Linked DNA regions of Mus musculus: region 1 is linked to region 2. A link is a contact called in public promoter capture Hi-C data. All regions are on one chromosome and are shown on one strand. Each heading gives the region's core, a stretch centred on a gene start, on an enhancer-like site or on the middle of the called end of the contact. The rest is flanking DNA. Distances are from core to core; before and after follow the strand shown.

Region 1 (2,700 bases), core at 130-2,629, 120 kb before region 2:
AGTCTGTGGGGTATGTTATTGATTGATGTAGGGTGGCCTAGCTCACTGTGGTTGGTGACACCTCTAGGCAGGTAGGACTGGAGTGTATAAGAAAGCAATCTGAGCAAGCCAGTAAGCAGCATTCCTCCATGGCCTCTGCATCAGGACCTGCTCCCGGTTCCTACCCAAGTTCCTACCCTGACTTCCCTTCATGATGGACTGACATGGAAGCATCATCCTAGTGAACTCTTTCCTGCTTTTGATCATGGTGTTCATCATGGCAAGAGAGACCCAAGACAAAGAGGATTTACACACAAGTCCTGGGCCATTCTCTGAAACATCTCCCTCTCCTCCCCACCTCCTGATGTAGATTTCTGCAGCCATCTATCTGCCCTACGACTCACTCCTAACCTTTCTGTGGACAACTCTTTCACTCCGAGTTCTAGAGAGATAAGGGCTGATGGACCATGCCATTATTATGTCGAGCTGCCGGTAGATGGGAGGGGGCTTTAGCCCCACTCCACCCTTATCAGTCAACCCCAGGGACACATTGTCTGTTAATCGCCCAGCTTCCCACCTCTGCCTGCGCCTGTCTTTAATGAATTCGATCATCTTCCCCTTGTTCCCCAAGATATTTTTCATTGAGACTGTGTCTCAAATAGCCCAGGCTGACCTTGAACTTGCTATATATTGAATAACCTTGAAGTTCTGATTTTCCAGCCCCTGCCTCCTGATTGATGGGATTATAGGTGTGTGCCACCAAGCCCAGTTTATGAAGTACCAGGGATCAAACTCAGGGCTTTGAGCATTGTAAAGAGATAAGCAGTCCACCAGCTGCACTCATCTCTAGCCCTCCAAGAGATTGAATCTATTCACACAGATATGTGTGCAATTCTTGGGCTCTGAAAGTATGACCTTCCTTTTCGCCTGAACTCACCTTTTCCAGGATAACAATTTTCCAAAATTCTCCACTTGTGCCTTTTCTAAATAAAACCATTTAAAAAAAAGGATAAAATATTTCTCAGATTTCTTGGAAATTTCATTATGTATTTCGATAAATGAAGTGTAAAGAAGTTGAACAATGTAGATCAAATTCCCTTTAAAATATATGAATTTCCTACCAAATAAGGGTAGTATGCTTTGGAAAAAAACAAAACAAACAAAACAAAACAAAACAAAACAAAACAAAACAAAAACCAAAGAAACAACACAGGTTTGGTTTTTCTGAACCAAAAGCACTTGGAAAAAAAAAAAAAGAGTTTGAGACATTCAGCAATTCCAAAGTGGCAGGGTTCACCCATCTTTAATTTCAAGGGAAATTAAATCCAGCTGTTTCTCATTCATGGCCACTCAGCTCACCACATGCTGTTTGGTCGGTCAGGGGTAATGGGACATCCAGGAAGCTGCTGCAGGGCTGTTTTAAGTCACACCCTTCTCAGCTGGGAAGTGGGCTTGGCCAGTGTCTCTCTTGGACCAGTCTCTCTTTCTTCCACATGGGAACCCACAACGTCCTAAAGAATTAAAAACTGGCGGAGGCAATCCTGTAGCTATTCGAGGCCTCCAATGGGTCAAGCTGTCCAGTCTCCTGCTTCAGGGCAGATTCTAAGGTTCACCCTTACACTCCTTTCAGTTCTGTGTCAGCCTTACTGTTAATCTGTTTCTGTCATCAGCGCTCTTCCTCTCAGGAAGTTGCCTCCATGAGGCGCTAGCCTACTGTAACGGGACATGGTTAATGCGTCACTTGGCTCTCCTGAGACTGTTTTTCCAGCTCTCTGTTCCCAACCCCCAGTACCTTATCATCTGGAATCAGAAGTCCTTAGGAAGGATAATGGTCTGCTTTCTCTCTCAAGTGGATGGAAACACCTGGCTAGCTTGCCAGCGGTGAGTTGTAAGACTTGGCCTTAAATCTCATCTGCACTTACCACAGTTTAGTCTAAATAAACTCCTTTAATCCCAGGAGTATCAGCTAGTCTCTTACTTCCCTGATAAAGGCTGGAAGGGTGATGGTTCCTCAAATCCACAGAGGGTCAGAGTATACTTTTCTCATTGTGTTAATGTTATCAATTGAGACCATAAGACAATGCACAGACTGCAAAAGGATGACCCTACATGCGGAGAAGAGAAGGTCATGTGGAGGATAGGAGAATAAGTGTTCTTGGTGATCATGGACACAGTAGACCTTGATCCTGCTTGATGCCCTGGTAAAAGATGACGTAGTCTCAGCCTCACAAACAAAGAACTGACTACTTGGGTCACCCTGTCACATGGCAATACTCTGTGCTTGGTGGTGGACAGTTAGAGCCCTCAACAAAGTGTGGCAGAATATTCCTGGATGAAGGTGATGATGGTTAGTGTTGACCCTCAACTGGACAGGATCTGGAATCACCAAGACAACCCTCCAGGTACAGCTGCAAGGAATTATCTAAGCTCTGAGCAGGCCTGTGAGGGATTGTGTTGAGGCAGGCTCAAGGTGGGTGGCACCATTCCCTCAGCTTAAAAACGAGACAGGGAGCTACATACAAGCATCTGTTGCTCTCTGCTTTCTGGTTGTGGGTATCACGTGACAGATGTTTCAAGCCCCTGCCGCTTTGACTGCCCTGCCATGATGGATGGTACCCTGGAAGTGGGAGCCCTTTCTTCCTTAAAGTTGCTTTTGTCAAGAGTATTTTATCACAGCCACAGGCAACGGAAATGGCAGTGAGGACTGAGGGTAAGTGGGGG
Region 2 (2,700 bases), core at 102-2,601:
CAAATAGAGAGTGGATAGGTACATAAATAGACAGTAGATGGTGACAGACTCACTGTTTCTGTGTGTGCACCGTGCTGTGCTTTCTTTTCATTGGGGATTCCCACCTCAACAGAGGGCATTTCTGGCTGTAAGGATATCCTATGCAGCGACATCTCTGATCCTACCAACGAGGACATAGAAACAGTGACAACCAAAAATGTCCCAGATCTTCTAAGAGACCCTGTCAAATGCATAACCACTCACAACTGAGAACCCCACTTTCCACTCTAATGGAGATCACAGTTGCAGACCTCAGAAGGCCATGGTTTAGGACCTGGTCCTGAGCACTAGCCTGCAACCTCAGCCAGGGTCACCCCTCTTGAGCTCCTTGTCTTCATCTGTAGGATGGATATGGCTGCTGTACCTGGACACTAAGTCTTTGCATGGCAAATATCTGCTACTGATGCTAACACCCCTTTCTCTCCAGAGCCCAGAGACACTGGGTGGTGGGAGTGAAGGAGCTGTCTATAAGCAACAACAAGAAGGAATGAGAGGTGCTGATGTCTACTTTGAATACTAGCCAGAGACTCCATCCTTAGGGCTCACCACATGCGGGCATTCATAGGTAATGGCATCTTCTTGACACAGGATGCAATTATGAAAATGGCATGTTTCAGGAGCAAGACAGCAGTTAGTGGGGTGTAAGATAGATGCCCCGCAGTGCTTGGCAAACTGCGCTTATCCTGTGCCAGATCCTTCTGTTGTGTTTCACACATAGCAGCCAAGGTCTCCAGACTTGTCCAGATCAACCCACTGTCTTGAGCCTGAGGTCTGTTGTTACTTCCCCAACATACCTTGCCCCCATGCTGTTGCCTGGCAACAGATTCAAGCAGTCAAGCATCACTGATGCCAGCACAGCAGGTGGGGTGCACAGGGATCTCACCTGTCATTTTCACTTCGAAGTTGGAACATGTCAGAATGTGGGTTCACTTTCAGGATGGGTTTCTCTCTGGACCCTTGTGTTTTTGTAAGGGCACATGGCTTGATGAACCCCCAGGAGATGAGAAAAATATTGATTAGCCAGGGAGGTCATCTCATCTGGAAGAGGAGAAAACATACTACCTGGTGGCCACCTTGCCTTCAGGAGGGTACAGGGACAGAGCAGAACAGATTGTCTGGTCTACAAGGAGCACTTACCTTCAGACATAACCTTGTATCACTCTCCTGAGAGAAACAGCCAATAACTTAGAGGCTTACAGCTATGGATGTTTCAAACAAAACCAAAGTTCCCCAAGGCAAGCCCAGAGGTTGAACTTTTCCTCGAATATCCCATTCCTGGGAGGAGTGAGGCACAAGGGGAAGTCAGTATAACCATCTGGTCTCCAGCTGACTTGGCAAGAAAAACATAGCAGCGATGTTGGCCTTTAATACGACTGATCACTGTTGGCTCGCACATGAAAATGAATTAGAAGGAGAGCCAAACTTTATAATTGTTGGTAAATCTGTAGATGATCAGTGCTGAAACGTCTATTACTCCTTTCTTTCCATTTATCACCATTTGTTGTATTCTGCACCCCTGGATTTGGGAAGGATGACCAGATGGAAATCAGACTACAGTCATTAAGTAGGTAAGAAACAGATGGTGTGGAAGGAGAAAAACAGAAGGCTTCAGGGTGGGGCAGAAGCTCTGACCAGAGCACCAACCTTCCCTTCCCAGCTCCAAGGCCCAGTCAGAGTCAATCTGGATGATTCCAGAACTGATGGAGGTCAACTGTGCCCCTCTGTCACCATCAAGGACAAGGCACATGCCACCTTTGTTGATTCGAGGGAGAAGGGTAAGATAGCACAGCACAGCAAAGAGAGACACAGGCTTCTGGTAATGGTGCCCCAATGTGATGGTTTTGTATATGCTTGGCTCGTGGAGTGGCACTATTAGGAGGTGTGGCTCTGTTGGAGTAGGTGTATCACTGTGGATGTGGGCTTTACGATCCTCATCCTAGCTTCCCAGAAGCCAGTATTCCACTAGCAGCCTTCAGATGAAGATGTAGAACTCTCAGCTCCTTCTGCACCATGCCTGCCTGGATGCTGCCATGCTCCTACCTTGATGATAATGGACTGAACTTCTGAACATGTAATCCAGCCCCAATTAAATGTTGTCCTTTATAAGAGTTGCTTTGGTCATGGTGTCTGTTCACAGCAGTAAAACCCTAACTAAGACACCCAATGAAAGTGCTTGCCATCAAATCTTGGGCTCTAAGGACAGGGAGGTCTAGGATTCTCCCTACTCATCTATCATTTTGGTTTCATTGCCTGTTGTGTATATAAAGGGAATCGGAGTCCAGCATAGGCAGGGGCTTCCCATATATGTAACAGTTGTATGGCTTCCTGAGGGTGACGGCTTGGGGTGGAGCAGAGCACTTTGTCTAAAAAGAATTGTTACTTTGCAGTAAGCAAGTCACTTGAGAATAAATTCAGACATTCTCAAATAATCAAATTTAAATTTATGTTTCTGTTGTCATCATCTAACCACAAGAACTCATAGGAAGCAGGACCCAGGCCCAGACCTCTCTATGTCATGATGGTTGGTACCTCCCTCAGAGATTGTGAGTTTTCTTATTGATCTCCCATCAGCAACAGGTTGGTAAGACCATATTTGGGCTTTGTTTCTGAAATGAAAAACCAAAGCCCATCTCCCCCTGCTCTACCTGCTTCTTGTCTTCA

Evidence for each region. Capture Hi-C pulls out chosen DNA fragments and counts their contacts.
Region 1: a promoter capture Hi-C map of adipose tissue shows a contact between it and region 2, with 2.6 times the contacts expected there. The contact joins two enhancer-like sites. A contact is called at or near these places in 53 of 484 Hi-C or Micro-C datasets (the BV-2 cell line, the Ba/F3 cell line, the C2C12 cell line and 35 more), 7 of 115 datasets of contacts at active chromatin or transcription factors (the 230-238 cell line, CD4 T cells, PVALB interneurons and 4 more) and 2 of 9 other capture datasets (adipose tissue and liver).

What each region holds. Positions count from the first base shown.
Region 1 is chr16:95,321,105-95,323,804 of GRCm38.p6, reverse strand. No RefSeq gene overlaps it. Among named protein-coding and RNA genes, the nearest start is that of Gm31641, 63 kb to the right of the region's middle. Within about 2 kb of position 1,379, at least 21 of the 459 cell types and tissues checked have an H3K27ac peak or open chromatin away from gene starts, as enhancers often do. A contact at or near this core is called in adipose tissue, where this site is marked.
Region 2 is chr16:95,201,327-95,204,026 of GRCm38.p6, reverse strand. All of the region lies in intron 3 of Gm31641 (predicted gene, 31641), which reads left to right. Among named protein-coding and RNA genes, the nearest start is that of Gm31754, 38 kb to the left of the region's middle. Within about 2 kb of position 1,351, at least 7 of the 459 cell types and tissues checked have an H3K27ac peak or open chromatin away from gene starts, as enhancers often do. A contact at or near this core is called in adipose tissue, where this site is marked.